3 separate regions of the Drosophila melanogaster genome follow, and all the other regions are linked to region 3. Evidence: chromatin contacts called from public Hi-C and targeted proximity ligation data. All regions are on one chromosome and are shown on one strand. The core of a region is the stretch at or near the end of the contact, and the rest is flanking DNA. Distances in the headings are between cores, read along the strand shown.

The links. A called contact is a pair of places that touch in the nucleus more often than the background predicts.
Region 1: a Hi-C map of the Kc167 cell line shows a contact between it and region 3, with 2.3 times the contacts expected there. A contact is called at or near these places in 1 of 107 Hi-C or Micro-C datasets (the Kc167 cell line) and 2 of 7 datasets of targeted methods (both in the Kc167 cell line).
Region 2: a targeted proximity ligation map of the Kc167 cell line shows a contact between it and region 3, with 4 times the contacts expected there. A contact is called at or near these places in 9 of 107 Hi-C or Micro-C datasets (the Kc167 cell line, central nervous system, embryo and 3 more) and 3 of 7 datasets of targeted methods (all in the Kc167 cell line).

Annotation. Positions count from the first base shown.
Region 1 is chr3L:18,183,957-18,187,473 of dm6, forward strand. hid (head involution defective) reads right to left here and starts at 1,685. Exons shown (of 4, transcript NM_079412.4): 1 at 836-1,685. The coding sequence starts at 1,166.
Region 2 is chr3L:18,232,727-18,236,395 of dm6, forward strand. lncRNA:CR45937 (long non-coding RNA:CR45937) reads right to left here and starts at 2,034. Exons shown (of 1, transcript NR_133264.1): 1 at 1,520-2,034.
Region 3 is chr3L:18,111,650-18,115,509 of dm6, forward strand. It overlaps CG7341, which reads left to right and starts at 1,310. Exons shown (of 2, transcript NM_168763.2): 1 at 1,310-1,532. It overlaps mus304 (mutagen-sensitive 304), which reads left to right. Exons shown (of 4, transcript NM_079411.4): 2 at 1-481; 3 at 555-734; 4 at 801-1,198. The coding sequence ends at 1,024. CG32195 reads left to right here and starts at 1,310. Exons shown (of 4, transcript NM_168762.4): 1 at 1,310-1,532; 2 at 2,720-3,108; 3 at 3,174-3,630; 4 at 3,695-3,860. The coding sequence starts at 2,777.

The DNA.
Region 1 (3,517 bases), core at 435-2,934, 73 kb after region 3:
TGAACTTGTTCGATTAATTTTTATTGAATTACCGTTTTTTCGGCTTCCTTTCGAATGTGGCCGAGAAATTTGCCTTCCGCTCTGCCTTTTACACTTTTTTTTTTGCTGATAAGCTGACAAAGTGCTGAATTGACCATATATAAAATAAAAAAAAAACTGGGTAAAAGTAAACAAAAACAACCTGGATGCAGTTGACGCAGTTACTCGAAACTGGATGAATCAACAACCTTGAAAAGTGAAACTTGCACAAGGGGAACTGAAGCAGTTAACAAATAACGTCACAACTTGGCTAATTGCTGACCCATTTTAAAATGAGGGAAACCCTCCGGCTGTCCAGAAACTTTCTTAAACTAAACTAAATGATATTAAAAGCGGTAATCAAAAATATGAAACCTTTAAAGTCGCTTGTATAGAAAAAAATTGTTCGCCATTTTTTATTGATCAAATCTATTAGTTTGAAAATATCTTCAAACATTTAAAATGCTGTTTTTTCGAAAGAAATAAATTTACTATTCTTTAAGCAATTTCAAGTTAATAACATTTTTTGTTTACTTTTACAAGGAGATCCTATGAAAATCCTTCTTGTTAATAGCAAAACAAGTGGGCTTAAATAAAGTGTTGGTTATAAGCATTTTAGAAAATATATTACCAACATGCGTAAGCAGTTATTCTGTGTGGGAACTTCTTAAACATTTCGCAATTAATAACCGTATATGAATCGAAACTTATTTTTGTATCTGCAAATGTATTTGAGGTAAACTAAATGGATATCCTGATTAACCCACACAATTTCAAAGTTCTTAAGAGTGGAGAATTGAGATCTTTGTAGACTTACCACTCTGCTGGCTCTGGTACATCCTGACCCACTCGTAGAGGGCGTATAGCACTTGGTCGGTGGGCAGTGGAGACTGCATCGGCGTCTGCGTGGCCGACGAGGTGGTGGTGTTCGGCGATTGCGAGGCGGCGCTGCTGGCGCCGTCCGACGATGCGGAGGACGAAGATGAGGCCGAGGAGGCGGAGGCCGAGGACACGCCCGAGGAGGAGACGGACGAGGATGCGCTCGAGGGAAGTGGGTGGTTGTGGGGGGAGGAGTTGCCCGAGGCTCCCGATGAACTCGACGCTACGTCATCGGCGCCGCCCTCGGGCAAATAAAAGGGCACGGCCATTGTGTGGGTGTGTGTGTGTGCTGGCTTCCTTTTTGTCCTTATCCGCTTCCTTCCTTCCTGCACTTTGTTGGCACTTTGCTCTTCTTGTGATTGTTCTTCGCTGCTTTGTTTTGCTTTTTATTTTGTGTACAACTTTTGGTTAGAGTTCACTTTAATTGATTTTGTATTTCTTGTGCAAGATTTTGAATATTAGAAACTTTTTCATTTTTCGTGCAGTTTTTTCTTATGATTTGTTTTTTATCTTTCCTGATTTGTCAAACAACACTCAAGTCAAGTTTTTGCTCGGTTAGTTAGTTTTTCGGATTCTTCTGCGTTTTTCATCAACCCTTTTCGTGTTTAGAACTGATTTAAAAACACAAAACTGTTCACGATGGATTTCGTTTTTTATTTTTTGTTATTTTTTTATTCTTTGCTTTTGCTGTTGTCAATTATGGAAGAGCACTTAAAACGTGTCGCAGACTCAAAGAAAGAGGGCAGGAAACACGTCTTACTGGCTCCGCGGCTAAAAATGAACTGTTCGCACTGGGGCCTCAAACTACGGCAACAGAGCCTCTACCGCGACGTCGGCAGAGCGGCAGCGTAGGCGCGCAGCCAGTGCAATCGCAATCTCTCTCGCTCCCTCTCCTGCACATGCACGTGCATGAAGGAGGCACACTTGAGAGAAAAAAAATATTTTAAAAAATCCCGCTCTTTACCTACCCTGTAATAGCTGAGTGAGGAAGAGTATACTCGGACCATGAATTGCGTCTACATAAATGCATCAAGGAGCATAGTTAACATATCTAGATTTTAAGGTTGTAAAAATTTAATTGATTGGCTTTCGCATACTGAAAAAACTGAAATATTGTACCAGCGCACTAATTGCTGAAGTAACACTATTTTATAACTCATATTTACTTACAACATAAAGTACATATTTAGATGCACAAACAATGTGAAGGGTATGTCTCAGTTGGTACTCTTACAAAACGTTCTTTCTCGTTTCAACTAAGAGTGTGTGGGCAGGCTGTGTACGCGTGTATGTGTGGGTACACAAAGATCTTGTCGAGCAGGTAAATTCAGAAGAAGAAGAAAACTCATCAGAAGTAGCGAAGAGGCAGTATATCCGACTGCGCTGCCTAGCGAACGCTAAAGCAAAACAAAAACTGCAATTGTACAACACTCTTTGCTTGTGGTTTTCGTTATTGCACTTTGCTCTTGCTTTCGGTTTTGATTTGTATTTGTTTAAACAAGAGAGCGGAGGGAGAGCAAGCGTTCTTAAGAGGCCAAAAAACCGGAGTAGAAAGAGTATGATAAATGGGAGTATATTCTATGAGCGGATTAAATGAGTTAAAAAGGTAGTAGAAAAAAGGGAGTTTTTAGACAAAGCTTGATTACTTTCTCACATTTTAAAATATTTTGAGAAGGGAAGTTCACAATTTTATAATGTTCAATACTTTTTTTTTGAATATAAATTTGAAAAATAGCAACATGATTAACAAAGGATCCAACTTGCTTAGCTCAGGTTTTACTGGCTAAATGAATGTACATATGTATGTATGTATGTACATTTATGCAGAGAATGATTAGCTAGTTTATTGTATTTAATAAAATAAATTAAATTGTTTTATATTTTGGGTATTCAAGCAATGTAATAAAGACTATTTAGTTGGCGTTCATTCACATTAAACATTTCAAACGTGTTTTTGAATATACGATAAGGAGTTTAGCTAATTACATTTCCGATTTGGATGTTGGCTATATTTAATCAATTTCACCATATATCAAAAATTGACTGTGCAACATGAAAAACCTGTTTTCGCTCTTACTCTTGTCTTCCTCTGCATCTTCCCCTCTCCCTCCCACACATTATACAAACAGGCTTTTTCCTCTCCTTTTCTCTCTCTCTCTCTCTCTCTCTATTTCCTTCTCTGTCATTCCCAACTTTGCGCGCGAAAACGCTTGAAAAAAATTACGAAATACGCGTAAAACAATTCTTGGCTTTTAATTTAAATTTTACGGCAAATAATTCTCGTAACTGGCATTACTTTAGATCCATTTATTAGCTTTGTATCTATGTAGCTCTAGTAGCTCTCTTAATAATGTGGTATTATAAAATGTTCGCAATATAATTTAAAACAAATTAGATTCTAGACCTAAAACTAGTTTAATAGCCCATATTTCAAAATAAAAGAGGCCCGTCGAAAATTCTGAAGAAAATGCACTTGCATTTAATCTAGTTTTATTATACTTGTTCATATCCCTTAAATGATTACCTTAAATTTTTAAAATCAAAAATGATTTTAGCCCTACCTGACACCTTTTTTGTTTTCACCCAAAAACTCTCTTTATTTAATAAACTAAGATTGAGG
Region 2 (3,669 bases), core at 784-3,283, 120 kb after region 3:
TTAAAAGGCACGAAGTGGAGGATCATGAGGAAAGACTGTGGCAGGGTAAACAGAAGATTGCTCGCTCCTCGGATTGCTCCATCCCTCCTGTCTTCCTTTTTTTGTTGCTGTGTGCGTGTGTGTTGTGGCAAATAAAACATCTGTGCCGTAAAATCAAAACACAAGAGGAACACGGCTTACCTACTACAAACCCGGTCCGCAAAATGTTGCGCACTTTGCGAGGGTCCATTGAACTTTTCATGGCGATTAAGAGGATTCATTTCCACAACAGTGTTAACAACGATTCAAACTAGTTCAGAAGACTATTTATGTGTAACATACATGTATGTTCTTATAGACATAACGTTTCTACACTTTAACCTTCTTTGTTTTTATTTTTTTTTTAATTTAAGATATATTTTTTCTTTCTTGCTCCGTAGTTTTGAAAGTTTTGTAACATCGTAAAAGAAGTACATCTCTTATTTGCTGACTAACCGTCGATTGGCCCCATTTTTTATAATATTTTAAAATTTCTACCGTCAAGGGAATTAAGGACCTTCAAACTATTCCCATCACCGAGTACCTTTCGATCGACCCTCTCTGCTACGAATCAGCGAGGGTTCCTCGCAGTTGCAGCCTGAGTTTCTGTGGCTCCAAGAAGAACTTGCAAATTGACGTCGTGGGGCGATCGTGTGGACCCTTCAAGAAACAAGTAACGTTGCCTGGTTTTCTTCTCGTTCTCCTCCTTTCGGCTATTCCCTTCTTCGTCGGCCTTCTCCTTTCCGCTTCTGCTGTGAAATTAATTCAGCCAGAAAGAGACACGAAGAGAAAGAGAAAGGGAGACGGATCGAGGGTCCGTTTGGGGTTATTACACTCTCCCCAGTGGAAACGCAGCCTTTTCTTTATTCCACCTTGTCCGCACGCCGCTCAGTCCTTTTTCAGGTTTTATGGCACCCAACATACATAGGAAGGACTATAAATCCCCAGTAGGAGCATCATTTTGGCGCGCTTTTTTCTCGTTGACAAAAAAAAAAGGGGAGAAAAAACCAAATAAAAAAACCGGTAGAGAGACTCTGGTCGCCTCACTTGCGGAAAATTGTGGCCGTGCTAAAGGTTCCGCCACCAAAGTTCCTTATCAACTGACACATGTGTTGAAGGTACTTAATTGACCATTAATTAAGGGTTCCTTAATTGCCCGACCGCGGATAGTTGTTGAAATCGATCAGGCAATATTTTTATTATCCAACACTTGCATTTAAATAACGGATATTTGTATAAATTGCTTGTTATGTTCATATTCACTAATTTCACAATTATACACTAAAAGATTATGCTCATATTTTAAATTTTTAAATGTCTTCTAATATGTATCTAGTGTAAGTTCTTTGGTAGACATTTGATAAGCCTAAGTTAAGATCTTCCTAAATATACATATGTATTTAAATATTTCCAAGATAAATAATTCTGAAGCCAAGTTCCTCGTGATAGCAGTATTTCGTGGCAGCTTGAAATTTGTTTTGATATCTGGCTCTCTGATTTTCCACCTGCTGCACGGCAACACTGGTCGGTCGCTCCGTCTCTTTGCTGCTCTTTGCGTCTCTTCGTCGATGTAAGACTGCATTTCTCTGAAAATGTCGTGCTCTTTGGAGATCTGTGAGCAGCAAATCTTCTGGATTCTCCGCTCTTTGATTAAGTTGACCAGTTTTCTTTTTTGATTTTGTTGTTCTTCTCGATCTTCTACACACGCCACACCACCACCAGCGCAGTGGCTACGCCTACTACAGGCTCCTCCGGTTTTATCGGTTTGTTTTGTTCAACTGATTCTCGCCGATCCAGCGGTACAGTAGTCTCCCGCCAAAATTCAGTGGCGCGCTCTTTTTGTGCGTTGATCTTTTACGTTTTTGTTTTGATTTCAAAATTCTTGTAGTAAGTTGTGGGGCCCGTCTGGTGGGTTTCCACCGATTTCGGATTTCCACTGACCGAACAAACCGCTCCAACCGAACCGGACCGACCGAAGAACCAGGCAAGCGATCATGACTGCGGGGATCCGATCATATCGGATCGGGGATAGCATGAAGGTAGGTGCTCTCCTCCTTAGGTTCTTTCCATTCTCTGGCTCTCCGCAGTTTCGTTTTCAATTAGGCTTAATCAAGCAAACGATCGATCATATTGACTTGTTTTGGGGACTTGAGGTGTGCGTTTTGGCTTTTCTTCATCTTTTTTTTTTTTTTTGTTTTTTTGCCTGCCTGGGTTATTGCTCGCTTTTCATTTCCCTGTTCTGGTTTCTGAACTTTTTTTTTTGTGGTGTGTGCTTTAGTAGTTTTGCATAAAAACTGTTGATTAACTGCCGCCTGAGGGACTCAGCTGCTGGTTTTGCTTACCACTTCGTTTCTCGACTTTTTTCGCTGGTTTCATTTCAGTTCCGATCCATTTTGAGTGCCCGCCCCAAGGGTTAAATCAAGGTTTTAGTAGGGCCTGCTTCGTTGGGCGTTGCTTATATTGGTTTAATTTGTGCCCCGGTTTTGGCAATATTTCTTAAAAATCGTAGGGTAATATGATTTGATTTGTATGCAGCGGAATGAATATACTAGAGTTTATGGTATTGCGCAATAATTTAACAAGAAGTACAGTACGGACTGCAAAAAGTATTGGAAACAAAAAAGGAAAATAATATTGGTACTGCTCGGTAAATTCAGTTTTCAATTTAAATAAAGATGTTTTTATTTTCTTTTGATTTAAGCATCAACGTCTTCGCATTAGTTATCCTAAGTATAGGTTTTCACCAATTAGAGTGCCTACTGTATTAAGCCGCTCCCATTATTCGGAGCCTAGAACATTAGGCCCACTTCCTACCCTTTTTACAAACGCCAGATGGCTTTTACTTTTAAGCGAACTTCGGCTAATGACCGCCAGAGGGCTTTCCATTCGATCACGTTCGCTTATGGTTTTTACCCACAACCCAGGAAAAGCAAACGGAATCAGTTAGCAGTTATTGGATGTGGGTTCTACCAAAGTGTGTCATTTCTTCGGCTCTAAGACCGAAGTGCCAGCCCCTTTGGCCCCCCCCGCCCCAAAAAAAAAAGAAACCGTTGAGCCGCAGTGTAAGTGTAAATTACATCCACGGTAGCTGCAGAAGGCAGCCAAACCACTCGGACAGCGGCGGGCATTATCATTATGTTTATTACACACGCAGACAGGCACCAACTCCTCGGCAGCAGGCCTACACTTAAAACAATTAACCTAAATATGATTGAAAATTAAATCTTTTCTGTCACTTTAAAGGGCTTTCGCAGCAAATAGTATGCTTAAATTGAAGAATGTGTCAAAAAGTGTATTGTTGCTAGTTGTCAACCCAATGTGCGCCATATTTGTAGGGAAGTAGGATAGAGGTGACTTCTCTCAGTGCATTAGCAGCGGGAGCAGCTCATATAGCGCACCACTCCGATCCGATCATAATCAGGCAGTCAGGCACTTGAGTCCGTCCAAGGGTATGGGGGCGAGTCTCGACAAGTTGCTGCCTGCACGGCTTGATCGCGACTTGGGTTTGGCTCTACTATATCCCCACCACACATCCCTGCCCCCATGAATTCCCCCTCACCATTCCTTCGATCGCATCACGTTTGGATGCTGCTCGGCCCGCATTTAAAGGTTGCTTGCCATCTCGCTCCTGCCACACCTGCGGTCAAGATG
Region 3 (3,860 bases), core at 60-2,559:
TTTGTATCGGATCGCGTTCGCTCCGTTTATCGATTTGGTCCCGACTCCTGTTTACTTCAGGTCTACGCGGGCCTACTCGAGCTATGCTTCTTTAGTGAAACTCCTCTGCGGCAGGACTACTTTCAGTTGCTGCTCAAGATCGGAGGAAATCATGTGCGATTCGCGTTCGAGTGCTTCAAAAACCCACCGGATTTCATACTTGAAATGCTGCCTTACTTTGCCGACGATGGCGACGAGGACTCCAGCGATGGTACTCTGATGAAAACAGGCACCAGTCTGAGCTTCAACTCCACAGGAGCTGTGCAGGGATCGGTCTCCAATGGATCGACATCAGCGTCTGTTTCGAACCCGAATCAAAATTCAAATTCAAGTACAACGCAGCGAGGAAAAGGCTGCGAGTGCTATGTAAAGTTGTGCCTCAGTGCGGTAACAATTGTCTTCCAGGTGATGCACCAATGGATGTTGCACAGCAGGAAAGCAGGTGCGTTTGAGCTAAAAAAAAATCATTTTCATATGATCAATGACACGAATCAATATTTGTGCTTTCTATTTAGGCACCGAAGAAGTTGGCGAGATCTCCCGCATCGCAGTGCACCTTCTGTCCCTTGTCTTTCACGAGTATTACCTCACCTGTCTGTTTCGCGACTCCGAGGAGACGACCAAGCATTACCTTAGCCTCATATGCAACTGGTGGAGCGAGCATGCGAACCTGCTTGGTTTTCAGTCAATACATTGTAAATGACCTAACAACATTCCATATTTTCCGTTGCTAACTTTTTAAATATTTTCCTGTCATTTAGTGCGTTTGTTAAACCAACTGGTTAAAGCCCATTTCATGCTGAAACCCCTTCATCTGGAGGCCAAGCCCAATAATCCAGTCAACGACCTCTCCGAATGGAAACGCATTGTCAAGAATGCGGATGACCAAAGGGCTGTGAAGTCGGCTGTGACAGTTGATCCCAGCAAATTACTCAACACCGACTTCTTTAGTGCCCTTAAACGGGAGGAGAACACTTTTGAGTAGTTATAGTTAGCTTAAACGTTTTAGTAATATATACATATAGGTGTGGCGTTAATTTATTGTGAAGTTTCAAATGCTATGTTAAGAATTGAAAAGGCTCGCTGCACAAATTTAGAGCTTAAAAAACGCATTCCAAAATACAAATATGTAATGCAGCGTTTAAAGAAACCGCTAAATAATCGATTTTTCATTTCGATATCAATTTACGAATCGATAATACAAAATATTTGTTGGTGGTTCAGCTTATCGTTTCGAAGGAACTTGATAAAACAGCTGATATGGCTCAATTTAACCAGTTCAGTTTGCATGGAACTAGTTTGTAAGCGCGATGCTTTTCTTAATTTTGTAAATATTTAGATGTTTTTCAGCATTTACATTTTAAACCCGTGCTTATTGTGTATAAAATAATGTATTCTGATTAAAAGTTCAACGTGCACTTATGGTGCTTACTGCAATAAGCGTGATTCAATGCAAATGCTTATATTTGTTGATTTAATAAACATTCGCAAAGGTGGGTTCAAATAAACAAATACTTCCTTCTCACAATAATAAGAAAGTATCATTGTAATATGATCATAGAACAAAACATCTAAGAACTTTTGTTTTTTTCGTTTCACATGCATATATTTTTAACATGCATTTCTGTATACATATATATATATGTATATATGTATATATGTATATAAATATATATATGTATGTATGTAAGATGTATGATGTATGATATACGTATGTATTATGATCCTTCCCCAATGTAATCAGAAATCATTCCTTCATATGATTATACCTGTACTCGCATATACAGAATATTAAATACATCTCTTTTTACCAGTTAAACGATTATTAAACTAAACTCTTATTTATTTATTTAGCCGTTTATTTATCTTAAATGATATTTATTTCCTTATCGTTATTTTCTTTTCATTATCTTTACTATATCATCTAAAGACTGCTTAATATAGTGAGGCATATTTTAAGGAATTCATTTGTAGAAGAGCCGAAAATTGCTGAGCCTGAAATGTAATCCTCAAAATTTTTCCGTGAGGCAATCTTATCTTTATCATCTTCAACTCAAGAATATCATCACGTTGCTCTTAGCATATCTATGAAGATTTTCCAATTATCTTAACAATGTCCCCGTGTGCAAAGTTTAATTTCGACAAACTTAACCGATGGCCACTCAATGGCTCCACTTAACTAATTTTTATAAATTATAATTTTATCAAGTGGTTCAGTTAAGCCGCCGACAATTCCGCTTTGTTTGGGGTGTGCTTACCAGAACACTTTATTATTTAATTCCGCAAAACGGATATTCTCTAGATCTACACGTAGAAAAGTTTCTTCATCAGATTAATTTTATTTTTATAAAATTATATTTTTAGAATTTTTTTCTTGTAAAATTGCGAATTTAAAAATTCTAAGACTATTTTACAACATCCAAAACGTTATCTGTTTTCTTCACAAAGGGGTTAAATTGCGTTTTAAATCGAAAAACCTAAGCGTATTTACAGCGTAAATTATGTATTACATGTGACTATTAAATAAGTGAATGAAACCATTTCACCAATGTTGAAATGTACAAGATGTGAAGAATCTGAAGTGAAAAGTAAATTGTTTTCTGTGCTGATCATGCGTGCAGTGATAACCGCAAAGCTTCCAGATATACTTTTTGTAATTCAGAGATAATTTCGTAACTAGTGCACCATACATGGGCTCAGTCGGTTGGCGAGGTCTCATCTGAAAAGTCGTATAACTATGGAGCGGGAAATTTACAGTGCGGAATACTTCGAGAGAGCTTTGGCGAGAGCTTATGGTTGTGAAATGCTTCGCGTTGAGAACTTTCACATCAAGGCGGTGAGCCAGAAGGGCGAGAACTTTTGCAGCGTCATCTACCGGGTGGCGTTGGTCTTTCGCAGGTCACCCGATGGCGCTCTCGAATCAGGAAAATATATTCTCAAGGATCTGCTGCCCGCCGCCGCTGCACTGGGCACCAACGAAAAGGATATGTTCGAGGTACTCCTGCCTGCCATGCAAGCCATTCTTGAAGAAGCTCCAAAGGAGATTGGCGAACACAAGCTGAGCGCAGAGTTAGTTTGTCAGCTTTCCCAAAAACTCTGGAAAATCCGATTGACATGTACTCTTTTTATTTAAGTTGCTTGCTAGTCGAGATATCTGCTGGAAAAGAGCTCTACATTCTGGAGGATCTGGGCGCCCTAGGATACGAATCCTTTGATCGTCGTCAAGGCTTAAATCTGGAAGAAGCCAAAATTTGCGTAAGGAAACTGGCTCAGTTCCACGGTGCATCCAAGGTTTTGTACGAGAAGAAACCCGAATTGATTCAAAGGCTTTCGCCTTCTCACTATGCCAATGGATTGAACGATCGCTTCGCCCAGGCTCTCGTCTTGGAGGGCGCCGAATATGCCGCAGAAGCGTTTGCCGAAGAACTTCCGGAAATATCAAAGAAAATGAAGGCTCAAATACCGAAAGCATATACGAAAAGAATGCGAGATGTCGTTGATCCAAACAAGTCATCATTGAATGCAGTTATTCATGGTGATCCCTGGTTAAATAACATTATGTTTGATTTCGTTAATAAGAAGGCAACACTTGTGAGTACAAATAATCGGAAATAGGCTTACAAAATGTTTCTAACATTGTTGTTATCATTTTTAGGTGGATTTCCAAAACTGTTACTGGGGTAGCCCGGCCATAGATCTCTACTTTCTATTTTACACCAGCCTCAAGCCTGAATTATTGCTAAATAATCAAGATGAGCTTCTGAATTACTATTTCGACAATCTTCTGGAAACCCTGCGGCATTGCGGCTATAAAGACACAC